2 separate regions of the Anas platyrhynchos genome follow, and region 1 is linked to region 2. Evidence: chromatin contacts called from public Hi-C data. All regions are on one chromosome and are shown on one strand. Each heading gives the region's core, a stretch centred on a gene start, on an enhancer-like site or on the middle of the called end of the contact. The rest is flanking DNA. Distances are from core to core; before and after follow the strand shown.

The links. Hi-C and Micro-C count contacts between places; a contact is called where the count stands out from the background.
Region 1: a Hi-C map of liver shows a contact between it and region 2, with 6 times the contacts expected there. The contact joins the promoter of CHSY1 here to the enhancer-like site in region 2. A contact is called at or near these places in 6 of 8 Hi-C or Micro-C datasets (F1 follicle, F5 follicle, liver and 2 more).

Annotation. Positions count from the first base shown.
Region 1 is chr11:22,056,760-22,064,243 of IASCAAS_PekinDuck_T2T, reverse strand. It overlaps CHSY1 (chondroitin sulfate synthase 1), which reads left to right and starts at 5,774. Exons shown (of 3, transcript XM_038184984.2): 1 at 5,774-6,300. The coding sequence starts at 6,002.
Region 2 is chr11:21,950,433-21,957,071 of IASCAAS_PekinDuck_T2T, reverse strand. LRRK1 (leucine rich repeat kinase 1) reads right to left here. Exons shown (of 34, transcript XM_038184842.2): 7 at 5,274-5,500; 8 at 5,067-5,194; 9 at 4,640-4,803; 10 at 3,946-4,083; 11 at 374-486. Among named protein-coding and RNA genes, the nearest start is that of LRRK1, 34 kb to the right of the region's middle. Within about 2 kb of position 1,666, at least 1 of the 8 cell types and tissues checked has an H3K27ac peak or open chromatin away from gene starts, as enhancers often do. A contact at or near this core is called in subcutaneous adipose tissue, where this site is marked.

The DNA.
Region 1 (7,484 bases), core at 4,525-7,024, 100 kb before region 2:
GAAGATGGCTAAAGAGTGTTTGCGTTCAGAGAGCTCTCTGAACGAGAGGACATCCAGCGTGGCAAACCCTGGGCTGTTTTGCCAGCAGTGCTATGGTTAATGACTGCGCCTGAACCATCCTCACACTAATTCATGCCTCCTGCACTCAGCGAGGCTGTTCCCAGTTCTGGCAGCAGCGTTTTCTCAAGCCTGGCTGCACATCAGCTCACATCTCTACAGCAGATCAGATCCACGCTTTGGAAGTTCTCTGAGCGTGTCCAGGCCATGAGGCGACACCTTTTCGGTGGCCAGGTTAGCCAGGAGCGTGCCACAGCGCGTTGCTGTCCGTGCTGTCACTGAACACTGAAACTATATAATTTCCAGCTGTAGAAAAAAAAAAAAAGCTGGGCTAGGCTTGGATAGGCTGAAGATGTGGCTTTCTTTTTTTCCTCCCCGTTTTGGAATGAAAGCTTAGCTTTTGGAACAGCTCTGCGACCACAAAGGAAAAGCATACGGCTGCTGGCTGGGTGGTGTCCTGGCCCGGTTGCACTGCTGTAGCTGGATGGCTGTGAGCTTCCAGCCCAGCTGTTCCAATCCTGACACACACCCTGCCTATATTCCCAGCTCCGGAGCCAGCATCTTCAAAAACTTCCATGAGTTTTTATGAAGCAGCCAGTGGCTGCAATGGAATAGCTCTCCTCAGCTCGGTTTTGGTGGTGAGCTGTGTGTGAGTGTACTCATTTTATTGCAGATTTCTTTTGTGGCAGGCACGCAGCCTCTGCTCTGATTCCTCTTTCTTCTGTGATTGCTTTTGTTTTGAAGCGCACACCTGTTAAAAGGCACTTTGAGCACGGAGCAAGATCTCCAGTGAGAAATTAATAATTTAATTCCTTCCTCTGTGTCCGCCACAGTTTGCAAATCTTTTGTGCTGCTTACCGAGCTCAGCTTCAGTGCTGGTACCGCGGGTAACACCGAGGTAGGGAGGGCGAGGAAAAGAACTTAACAAACTCTATTTAAAGAGAACAGAAGGAAAAATGGATATCCTGAAATCGGGGTTTGGAAGGGACCTTGGAAGAGCACCTAGCCCAGTCGCAGGGAGCTGCGGTGCTGCACTGCGGTGCTGAGCCGTGGGATGGCAATGTCGGCTTGGCTTTCACGCAAGGAGCAGCTGGTGGCGTTTGCGTGGCCCTGGAGCTGCTGTCTTCAGAGTGATTCAGCCGAAGAGGAGAAGTTGGGATTGGTCCTGGTCGGGACCAGATGAGGATGGGGATGAAAAAAAGTGGGTGCTGGAACCGGGGCAGGAGTTTCTGCATCACTCAGGAAAATGCAAGGGAGCTGGAAATACCGTGACAAAGACGAATGCTGCCGGCTGCCCAGCGAGATTTTTTCCACCATGAGTCTGTTACCTTGAATGTACGAAGTATGCTCATTTTCCAGCGTCTGGCTAGTTTTTAAAGTATCGGTTTAAGTACTGGAACATTAATAATTAACGTTTCTGGGGCACTGGCAAACTAGTTCACTTCTTTAGCTCGTATTTTAAAATATGGTGAGGATGGTAATAGGGTAGGAGGCACATCCTGTGAGTGGGGTCGTTATTGTGGATATACCAGAGATCAAAACTGATGGGAAAAAGTGGTTGCAAAGTGGTACTTCTTCATGTAAAAAAGAGGATTGCTGGTTTGGTAGTCTGAATGTGTATCTAACCTGCTGGGGTCTGATGAGGATGCTCCCCCCAGCCGGTCCACGTGCTAATCTCGAGTGGGACACACACAGCGAGCATCCTCAGGCTTCTGAGAGTCCTCGAGAAATGTCCTCAAGCAATCCCACGAACTGCATGCAGAATAGAAAATGCTTTATAAAAGTATGCCTGCTTATGCTTGTACACAGTTATATGAGAAAAATACCTTGTCTTTTAATTTATAGCAGCAAGAATATATATAGCATCAAGTAATCATTGAAAATAAATGCTGTATTAATAGAGGAAGGCACTTAAATATGATTGAGGTATGACCTTTCTGGGCCAAACAGACTTAAAGCTTACTCTAGGCCACCAAGGGTCAGAGCAGGGTTTTACTTGTGTTGGAGGAGCTAACCTGTGTTCAAGTTTTCCCTGAATTTGCCTTTTTTTCTTTTTTTAACCCTATAATGGAAACAGCAGCTGCCCTGTGCAAGGACAGGGGAGGGGGCAGGAGCAGTGAAAGGGGCATTCGTACATCTGCTGCTTTTGAACTTGAGTTTGGCATAAAAATCATTTAAAAACCAATGAGATCAGGTGAGGCACCGTAGCTGTGCCTGGGGAAGCCTGCGTGGCTGGGCGCTGCCTGGAAGGACATTGGGGTGTCCAGGGCTGCTCTGTGCCACGAGGAACTGTGGCTTTTTTGATGGGTTTGTGCTGTGACCGTGTTTCACTGCAGCATCCTCTAAGTCCCTGGGCGAAGCATTCACCAAGCCCTGGCAGTACAAAGCCCAGCACAGGATCCTAGCGGGGTGTCCCCTTGCTAAACCTAAAAAATTAGGTTCACCTCCTGCCTGATCTCCGTCCTGCTGGGCATCTCAGCCCTTTGGCTGGCAGTGGGACATGTGGGCTTGCTCCCCCCTGCAGGCTGTGGGGCTGGGAGGTGGGAAAACACCGAAACAAACCCCAGGACAGCAGAGAACTGAAACCCTGCAAGGCCGTGCGAGCCAGGCTTGGTGTCAGGCTGCTGCAGGACGTGCAGCAGTGTCCTGGAGCTGGAGAACAGCGAGGACAAAGCCGGGTCCCCGACACTGCCCTGCCTGCTCCCAACACCGTGTGGCCCCTGGGTTCTGCGAGCTCCCGCGCCTCATCGTTTCCATGTGTGCTGAAGTCGCCTGGAGCTTTCAGTTCTGATGACTAACTTCTTTTTCTTCATGGGAAGGAGCCAGCTGACAGCTCCTCAGCCCCAACCCTTCTTTTTTTTTTTTTTTTTTTATGGCCTTTTAACCACACCAGCTCTGCCTTTTCCTGTAATTCGCAGGCCACAGTGTCTTTCCCTTGAATCAGGAGATTTTTCCTGCTGATTTGGAGCACGTTGAGAGTGAGCCTGTTCCTGCTCACGGACTTGCCACATCTTCTTTTGGAAAGGAGGAAAGGCCTCCTTAGTTTAGTTTCAACATCTGTCGGCTTGCTGAGTTTTAGGACCCGATATTCGGGCTTATTTGGGGAGAGGGGAGGAGCAGCGTTTGGGGAGGCCCCTCACCAAAAAAAGCTTTTGAAAGTAAAGGAGCCGGAGTGGCACAGGCTGAGGGGAAAGGGATCAGGGAAACAGCAGAAATAACAATAATCCTGAGAGGCAGAAGGGGATTGCAGTAGTGGGGACAGAGTGGGGATTTGGGGATTTCCCCCTGTGCAAGGGAAGCACTGCCCAGCACAAAGGGGTTTCGTGGTATAACTCGTTTGGGATCATTTTAACAGAAATGGACTGAGGTGGATGCTGGGTCCCACTCCCTGATCCCAAAATGAAGTTTCCAGGTGAACAACTCTGTGCTGGCTTTGTCGGAGCAAAAGCAAAGCTCCCGGCAAGCCCCAGCCCGCGGGGCTCTGTGCCGGTGGCAGTGGTGGCAGCGCAGCCCTGCTCCAAGTGGCACGAGGATGCTTGACGAGCCTTTGAGGAGCCCTTCTGGGGGATCTTCACCACTCTTATCTGCCTGGCAGCAATGCAGGACTGGTGGGAAACTGCAAAGGTTTGCTGCACCCAGGCTAGTGCTGCATTTTTAACCCTTTCCCCGCGTTCTGCGACTCTGGAAGGCAAACCGTGTCAGCCTCAGAAACCCCTCCTGCCTTTGGGCTGGTGTTCGCCAGGCAGTGCTTCTCCTCCTCTCCTTCCCCAGTTTTTCTCTGCCTCCCGTCTCTTCCTGTCTGGCCCTTTTTTCACTCTCCCTGCCTTCTGCCTTTTAGTTCTTGTCTGTTTCTTCCTCTTCCTATAAACGTACATCTCACGCGATCCTGCTGCGCTCTGCCTGTTGGCAACCGAAAGGAGACCTCCTGCTCCTTTCTGTTTGCTTGCTTGCATTTCTTCTCCGCTTCTATTTCTGTTTTATTTTTGTTTAACGCCATCAATTGTCATGGCACTCAGGTAATTCATTGCTCCTGACATCGCCAGAGTTCATCGGTGCTGACCTCAGTATCAGCCTTGCGACGTCAGAGCGCCAATAAAACCATGCAGAAGCGTTTTTTTTCAAGACACATCAGCATTTATTAAACCATCGGATTGCAGTATTACCTGACGCTTCCCAGAAATGTGACACGCTATAGGAAGATTGTAAAAATCCACCGTATGTGCCCAGCTTGGTGTCACTGAAGGCTGGCACAGTGGTTTCTTTCACAACGGCCCTTGCTCAATAACAGACTTTCTGAGCTTGCCATGGATGAGACCATGACATAAAGAAATGGTAAAAGATGCAAAGGGAAAGGCTGGCAACGGGAGATGCAGAACTGCAGGGGAAGTGGAAGGAACCACGCCGATAAGTGGATGGTCAGTGGGCTGGGCCAGCTGCGTTTGTTCTGCGAAGACTGCAGGCTTTTTTTGCTTGAAAATGTCAAGGGTTTGGGGCTGTTTGAAGCCGAAGCACTCTGCAGATGAAACGCACGTGGGGAGTTAGTGCAGCCAGATTAAAGAGAAGCACTTCACCCTGCCTTCCCTCTGCCGAGCAGTCCTTACGGCCTTAGGATGGAAACAGCCTGACCTATTTCTGCTAGCTTTAATTAGCAAGGTGGGAAAAGAGAACTGCCCCGGCCTTCTCTTCCCAGGCAGATGAACAACATGGCACAGGGTGAAGCCAGGGCTGGGGCCCCACACACGGCCAGGGGACGACACCAAGGGCCTGGCTGTGGGACGGGGCCGCGTGGCTGTGTCCCAGGGGTGTTTTGTGGTGTGGGGATAACGAGCTACCTGTGCTCAATCCATCAGGGTGCAGAAGGGGCAATGGAGCATTCCTGTCCCTGGCTGTCCTGCTGAAGTGTCAGCCCCAGCACTCCCCTCCCTGAGCACCCACAGTGCCACCTCAGCCACAGCACTCCCTGGGGTCCCATTCTTCTCTTTTACCTCACAGCTCCCACCCCACAACCAAAAAAAACCCAAATCCCCACAACCCATCCCCTACTGCCCCCGGGGCTCCTCACATCCCGGGGTCTCCACACCCCCCAGCTTCCCATCTCTCTCTTTTACCTCCCAGCTCCCACCCCACACCCAAAAACCCCCCGAACCCCCCCCCAAATCCCCACAGCCCCCCCACCCCGGGGTCTCTGCACCCCCCAGCTTCCCATCCCTGTCTTTTACCTCACAACTCCCACCCCACACCCCAAAAAAACCCCAAAACCCCCCCAAATCCCCACAACCCAACCCTTGCTGCACCCGGAGCTCCTTGTATCTCGGGGCTGCTCACCCTCTAGGTTCCCATTCCTCCCTTTTACCTCACAACTCCCACCCCACACCCCAAAAACCCCCCAAATCCCCACAGCCCACCCCTTGCTGCCCCTACAGCTCCTCACCCCCGGGTTCTCCGCACCCCCCGGGGTCCCATCCTTCTCTTTTACCTCACAGCTCCCACCCCACACCCAAAACCCCCCAAATCCCCACTACCCATTCCTTGGTGCCCCCACAGCCCCCACCCCGGGGGTCTCCGCTCCCCCCTTTCCCTCCCCCATCCCCTCAGCGGGAGGGGGGGGGCTGGCTGCGGGCGTCCCCCCTCCACCCCGGGCGGAGCCAGCGGCCGCGGGGCCGCACACGGCGCCTGTGCCGAGGGGCAGGACCGGGGCCGGGAGGGGAGGGGATGATGGAGGGGAGGCGGGCGCCCCCTTCCCTCCGCTTCCCGTCCCTTCCCCTTCCCCCCATGGCGGCGCTGGGCGACTCGGCGCGGCTGGCGGCGGCGGCGGTGGCCGAGGAGGAGGAGGAGGAGGAGGCGGTGGAGGCTGTGGTGGCGGAGGGGCTGTGAGGAGAGCCGCCCCCCCCCCCACCACCACCACGCTCGGCTCCGGGGTCGCTTGGAGCCGGGCTGTGGGGGCATGGCGGGCCGCGGCCGCCGCGCCTGGCTCAGCGTCCTCTTGGGGCTGGTGCTGGGCTTCGTGCTCGCCTCTCGGCTCGTCCTGCCCCGAGCCTCCGAGCTGGCTGCGGCGGCTCGGCCCCGCCGTGCCCGCCCGCTGGGCTGCCGCCCGCCGCCCCCTCCCCTCGCCGCTGCCGCCGCCGCCGCCGTCGCTGCCGCCTCCCAGCCTCGCCGCCCCGGCCCGCAGGCTCGGAGCTTTCTCTTCGTGGGGGTGATGACGGCGCAGAAGTACCTGAGGAGCCGCGCCGTGGCTGCCCACCGGTGAGGAGAGGGGACGAAGTGGGGGAGGTTTTGGGAAAAGGGGCTCCCCCCCCCCCCCCACCGCCATCACCACCTTGGGATGGGGCGCACTGAGGATGGATGGACGGACAGGCGTGTTGTTGAGGGGTGGCTCCGTTTTTGGTCTCGGGGGACCGTGGTGGTGGTCGCTGAGGGGTTTGGGGATGGCCAAACCCTCGCCTCGCTGTGCCCGGCACGGGCAAAGAGCTGCCGCCCTCCCCTTCCCAAATGGGGAGCTGTGGAAGCGCACACAAGGCCGGCTGCCCTTCCCAAAAAGACCTATTGCTTCTTCCCTCCCGAAGGCAGCAATCTCCCATTCCGAAACCAGCCACAATAATACATAACAGGCTCAAAAATAAAAGTTTGGGGGCTGCCGGATAGGGAGCTGGATAAAAAATCCCCCCACAACCCCGCGTCCAGGCGAGGAGATGGAGCCCCAGCAAACTGCGCCTGGGAACAAAGGGGGAAGCCGCTCGCTGCCTCCGCTCGCAGCTGTGCCAGGTGGAGCCGGCTCAGGAACCCTCTCCTGGTGGCCGTGCTGGGGTTAGGGAATGATTTGTGCCCTGGACGGTGTGCCTCAGACCCCGGTGATGGAGGTGATGGTGTAGGGACGGGGCTTCAGCCCTCAGCCTCAGCGCCTGGCGTGCCGGAGACGTGGCCCTGCCGAAATAACGCCCCTCGCTCCGGGAGGCCGGAGGAGTTGGGAGCTGAAAATGTCAGCCCGGCTCCGAGCAGGCCACAGGGGCTGCGGGGTGGGTCTTGGCCTCCTAAAACATCCCCTCGGTGCCTGTGCTGGAGGAAAGGTTTCTCCATCGCCTCCCTGCCCCGCTGGGCAACGCGTGGCCCCGCTGGCCGGGCAGGGCGCGATGGACGGGGGCTGTCTCCTCCTGGGAAGGGGCAGCTCTTGGTATCAGCACCAAAACTCCGCCAAATTGCTTAATTTGGGCAATCCGCAGCGTATTGTGCACCAAAGAGGGCCGTAATGGAGACTTAATGCCTTCTTTCGGCAGCAGACCCGTAATTAAGTTACAGAGGGCGTGTGACGGATCCTTTGAAAGGGGTGAAGGAATGCGTTTCTTCAGGGTTCTGTCTTTTTCTTCCCCGTGTGGGATGGAGCGCTTTGGATTGCAAATCCCACGAGGAGCCCTGCGATGCCCATTTACATC
Region 2 (6,639 bases), core at 417-2,916:
GCCCAGCCAGATGGTTTATGGTTAAGATCTGATCCCCACAAACTAGTATCTGTAGTGATGAGCCACACATTGGGTTAAAGAAATTCCTACATGTTCTGAAGTTAAACTGCCATTATCAGTAATCTATTTAATAAATGATATAGTCTGCTAAGCATCTAAAGAAGCAGTAACGGATAATTCATCACTGTCAGAGACACACAATATGCTTGGAGACGTGGTATGCTGATGTCAACGCCTTCATTGCAGGTAATTAATTCACTACTGACACCCTTTGTATTACACAAGGGATTGGCTTTGCTATAATTTCTTCAGCTTTTGTTTTCTCAGGAAAAAAAAAAGAAAAAAAGAAAAAAAAGAACCACACCACACTTACTTCCCAAGTTGGTTTTTTGAAAGATCCAGTGATTTCAGCTGTTTGCAATTCCACTTATCTTGTGAAGGCAATGCAGCTAACTGATTTCCCAGCAACTTCAGGGACACCAAAGACTAAAAGAAGAGTAGCTTGGAGTTAGAAGACAAAGTATATCAAACACACAGAAAGAGATTTTTTAGCATGGCTTTTAAAGAACTGAAACAAGAAGAAAGCACATCTTTTTCATCAGAACATCCTGTCCAGCCTGCCTAGCATGCAAAAAAAATTTCATTTCTGTCTACAGCAAGTATATTTTTTGCACAAAGCAATACCACTATTAGTTTTGGGAGATTATTAGTCTACTTGCTGACAGATTCAATTGGAAACAACCCATTTAGGAGGACATTTTACTTTTAGTAAGGAAACCCTTCCAAATGGAAAAGAACAGCATGATCTATGTACACAGTAAGCCACATACGGATGAGAATTCGTTTATGTCTCTGCAAGCTAGTGTCAGAATGGACTTATCCCTGTTTCATACGTATAAGATCAACGTGAAAGATGTGAACTATTTCACACAAGGAAAGTTTGCAATTGCTTTGTTATTATTTGTTTGTTAAAATTGAAAGGATTTACATCATCTTTCTGTGATTTATAGAATTCACCTGCTTTTTTTTCTCCTCACACCAGGAAGAAATTTCAAAAACAAGAATTGAAGCTGATTTATACCATTAACACTGTACAGATAGGATTTGGCTGCATATACCGTCAGTAAAGTTAAACACAGGCCCTCCTTTAAAGTTTAACTGAAATGCAAAAGAAAAAATGCATTTTGCATTCAGATGTGTAAAGTTTCTGCTCTTCCATCTGTCTTTAAAAATAATGTTAAGGCTCAAACGAGCATTTTCATTTGGCTGAAAATCCAATTTCCCGCTGAAAAACAATTGTCTATGTAGGATTTCCAAGCCGGTTTATTCTGCAAGTTCCCCCATAAAAAATGAGATAAGCAAATCATCAGCTAAATTATCTCGTGCCATAAGTACAGCAGTATTAATGAATTATACCCCACGGAACTCCTGTTTTACCAGCAGAGACTTTGGCTTCAAGTGTGTTAAATGTTTTATGTGCTCCACATAATATAAAAGGTTTATGCCCCTTTTCATCAAGCAAGATTAACAGTGTTTCACAAAGCCTTGTTGGCCTTCCTCCCTTTTTTGCAAATGGAAAAAATAGGAGGTATCCATGTGACAAAAGCAATGGACATCCAGCAGTGGTTGCAATGGCAATTAGCGCGCAAAATGCTCCCTCTAGTGATAGGAGAGGTGCAGCACTGGGCCCTGGTGGGACCTAGGGAAGGTGAAGTGAAATGGAAAACTGCAAATATGCAGAGCGAACCACCAGAGGAAAAGGTTGGAGAACTGTGCAAACTTATAAAACCCTCCCCACCACTCTTGTCTTGACAGCCAATGGTTTTATCATCATCAGTCTGCCGCTGGCTCAGACCTCCTGTTGGAAGGAAGACACGGTCCTCCCTTGGCGCCTGGTGTCGAGCTCTCTCCAAGTATCAGCATGAGGCCGTTCAATGACAATGCTTCAAACTTCTCTCCCGAAATATCCCTGAGCAGGGGGCTGGAGGGAAGGGAGGCTGCACAGTCCAGAATTAGCACAAACTCAGTTCTGTGTGGTCTAGCTGGGACGCTTCGTTTTCAGTCGGCTGTATCCACGTTACATGTCTCCCACAAACACTGACAAAGGCCACGCTCCAGGAGAGCTGAGCGCCTGGTGGGATTATATGCAATGCTTATGTGCTTGCTCCATAGGGGGAAAATTAGTTACTTTCAACTGGCTGTGACTCTTCAGGACTAATTCTGGAGATCCACGGTCCTTGTTTTGCAATTGCCTCTTCTCTCTCATCTCGAACTTCTCCATTTTTGTTGCCTTTCAGGAAGGGAACGAGTGCTTCCAGAATTAAGAGAATGGCAGCAGCAGACAGCTTCCTTCAAATCTGCTGCTGCAGCATGCAAAAAAGAGCTCTGGTGTGTTAGATTGTACCAGAGGAAAGGGACAGCAGCACCCAGATTAGGCTGCCTCAGTCAGCTCGTGAGGTGGAAAAGCTGACCAGCCTTACCTGAACAAATCCACACAACGCAGGTCAGGTCTCTTCAAGAGAAGCTAACTAGTCTCAGAACTAAGTTGGGGAGGGGTGGAGTGCACCCCTGGGGAGGAGTGGAGTGCAAGCGCAACCCTATTCACTGACATGAATTCTATAATCAAGGAGTAGACCAAGCCACAGCTGATCTAGGCATGGACTTTAGGTGCTCAATACAGTCTGGCCCCGGTGGGACTGAAAATACCTGTTATTTATTTCTTCTGTGACAGTAAATCTGAAGAGATACAGGTAAAAACTGGCATTAGTTACGGCAGACAGAGTTCTCTATCTTTAAAGAGAGATCATCAGTAGGGATTGCACTAAGGTCTTCTCTGATGCCCCGTGCTTGGCACCTTCATATCCCTCTGCAGCCTCTGAGCAGCAGCAGCCAAGGAAATGTGCCCTTGAAGCATCATTTGGCATTTAAAATCTACCATGGTAGTTCCCACCCAGGGGGGTTATTTTTAATGCATACAGAAAAAAAAAAAAAAGAAAAAAAAAAGTTTTGGAGACAATAGTCCATAGGATTCATTCCATTTCAGGAGAAATGCCAATTGAAAACAAATGCTTTTCAATTTTCAAAAAGCAAGCACAAATCTACAGGGATCGTTAGAAACAACCGAGGCAGCAAATGATCCTCAGCACTCCTCTAGGCATGAGCAAGAGGCGTATTTGCAGCAGACTGCTGTGATTCAAACTGGACACGGATATAAACCATCACTTCTGCATCCCTGCCACAGAGGCCAGCAGTGAAAAACTAACATACTTCTGCAGAAATATTTACCTCTGTTTCTGTCTACATCATTGAGTTTCACAATCTAGAAGGGAACCTTGGAGGAAACCCCCAAGTTCTGCTTGGTTTCATGTCAAAACTGTGTGAAGCCACAGATTCTGAAGAATTCTGAAGTAAAACTGTGGGTCTCTGCCATCCACTGGGAAGAATTATTTAATTTGCACAAGCCGAAAGATAAGAGATGTCAAGTAGCACTGCTAAGGGCATTCAAATATGCCATTTTCAAATCATATCAAATCATAATAGCAGCAAAGAACAACTAGTACTTAACCACATAACACCAGTGTGCCAGATTACAAAAACACACATTTATTTGTGAGCACACTTGAGAATGTTTGTATTTCAAAGGTTATAACATGCAGCCATAATGCAGTGGTTGTCTTCTGCATTGTGCTCCCAAAAATCAAAGACATCCAAAGAATTCTTCGAAGACCTGCATCAAAATCTAGATATGCCATGACACTTAATAAGGGCCGGACTGGAATCACTCATGGGGTTCCTGGGGTGCTCAGAGGCTCTGCACCATGGCTGCATTCATGGCCATAAAACAGCAGGCAGTCTCCTACCTTAGCAGGCAGTCACCACTATGACACTGAGCTCTGAGTAGGTATTAAGAGAAATATGTGCAAGGTGGGAAGAAATGACACTTACTTCAAGCTGGAAGAGTCCCAGTGGAACTTCTTTTAGCGAGTTCTCAGAAAAATCCAGTTCTCTGAGGTGATTTTTCCAGAAAACAGTGAATGCATCAGGTAGGAATTCCAGTAAGTTTCTAGATGCTTTGCAACATTTCTGGAAAACATAAAAGAAAAAAAAAAAAACACCCAAAGAGTGGTAATTATCTCTTTAGAAAATCAGGCAGGTCAGATGTCATGCATTTAAGGCATTAACACACTCATTCCAGGCTACTTCTTCAGATATTTTGATCTAGATAAGCTATTGCACATGCAGGCACAGAGTATTTGCTGAGCAGATTCATTCACTTAATTGATGGGCAAATCCTTTGTTGGCCTAAAACTATTTCAAAAGTTATTTTGAAAACCATCTCCGTTTGCTTTTCAATCATAAACAAACACTGTGCCAAAGAATACTGTTCTCCTGCTATCCACAGGGTCTTGTCATTAACTTTTCCTGTAGTAGTAATGAATAAAGTGACAGTAACGTGCAGGTATGGATGCCTCATTTATCCATGGGCTTGGGCAAAGTTAACTTTGAACAAAGGCTGACTGTTCTATAAAAACTTTTTTAGCCTAAGACATCTGACAGCTTTGTAAGCATCACAGCATAGATTTTGCACTGTTTCAACAGCTTTTACAGCCTGTGACTCTGACAGAGCAGTTTGACTTACCAAGGGGCAGGCCCAGGGATCTGGAAACACTTTCAGCTGATTTCTGGAAACATTCAGTATGTTTAGGGACTTGAAGCAGTATAGAAAAACCGTTGGAAGTTCCACCAACCTGTTGTCAGAGACGTCAAACTCCTGCAGCTTCCTTAAGCCAATCCAATTAGTTGCTGGAAAACACAAAGCATTGCAGGCTTGGTGTAAGCATGAGAGCAGTCTCATCCAGCCAGATGATGAATACTCGCTAGACAAGAGCCAAAAGATATCATGAGGGATAAAAAATAAACAGGCATTTCATGTTCTTTGGACAAAGACTTGAGAGATGCTAAGCATCTGTAGCTAATACTGGCTTTAAGTCATTATTATAACAGTTTGGGGTTCTCCTCTACAAATCAGGCCTTGAAATGCAAGCATAACAAGGGACTGCACGTACTGTTTTCCTCGTCAAATAACTTCTCCATATGGTTTTTGGCAGCGATGAGTTTTTTAAGGTTTTTAAGATGTAGGAATCCAGAAGGGAGAGTAGAGAGCCTGTTGCTGGATACATCGACCTCGAGCAACCTGTGATTACAGAAATTAGTCAGGCATCAATAAAATGCTAGCAAAAACTCCTGTTGCCAAAGACTTCCAGCACACACACCTTGTACATATAATTTCGTCGGATGACTGTACGCTGGGTAACTCCGTCAGCTGATTGTCAGCCAGGCTGAGCTTCCTGAGGTTTATCAGGCCCCATGGGATCACGGATGGAAGGGAGACCAGGCAGTTGGCAGACAAATCAAGCTCCGTTATCTGACAGGAAATATCAATCAGCCAGTCCAGATCCACCCAGGGCAGTTTGAGGTTTGACCAGTTCACACACAAAGCCTGCATATTTCAGAGAAGAAAAAAAAAAAAAGAAGGGAAAACCACATTAGTAAAAGCCCTCTTGCTTGATTGCTCTGGGCCCGTTGCACCGCTGGGAATCTGGCAGATCAGAGCCCAGGCATAAACATTTTGCTCACTTTCCAATCTGCTTCTAGGAATTGAACTGACTCAGAGATGAAATCATGCCTGGATATCAGCAGCCCGCACTATATAGCTGCTCCATGACTTCACTCCCAAGACCACGACCGAGCGCAGGCAGAGGACCAGGCCTTCTCTGCCTGTCCAACACTAGCTCTGGTCTGCCCCACGGAGGGTGAGCTGCCCTTGCCCAAAACCACCCCTCTCAGCGCCGGGGGAAGCCCTGTGGAGCAGCCAGCATCTGAAAAGCTTGTGGGTCTCTGTTAAGAGGGCATGGATAGGTCTGTGAGTGTGATGATGACTTCTCATGAGGATGCCTGCTGCTGGAATAATTAATATATACCTGGGCACCACTCCTCCATCACAAACCCTCCAGCAACAGCAGCCCAGTGCTGTTCTAGGAAGGTTTAGGTTTAGGGTTAAATGTTGAAAAGCAACATCTGGGACAGGCAGGGAAAGGCAAACACCCTCCTGTAAAGCATTTCTCAACATCACAAGTCTGTTCAGTATAATTCAGGAAGATACTTTATTATCTGAGAGAGATGATTTTGGCAGTCACCTCCTTTCTAGATAATATTTTGCTGCTTTTGACAGTTATATGAGGAAGCCATTTTATCCCCTTTGGAAAAATAAATAAATAAAAAAAAATAAAACAGAAATTGTGGGTGGCAAAACTACTTATTTCAGGTTCCAGCTCAGACAGAAGAAAACACAAACACATAATGGCCATTAATGCAGGGAAACAACCCAAGGCTCCACTTTGAAAATCTTTTCATTGCCTTCCAATGAGATCTACAATGCAAAATACTCATTTTAAATCCGCTAGTCCCAAAATGTTTTCATAAACTCAATGGTTTTGACACAACTCATTCCTAAAACAGCCTCAGTGAACTGATCATTAATTCACCACCAGGAGGCAGCAAGAACCTGACAGCAAGTTTAATTTGCTTTTCAATTTCGAGTATTTAGCATTTGAGATTTTTAACTCCGAAATTAAAATT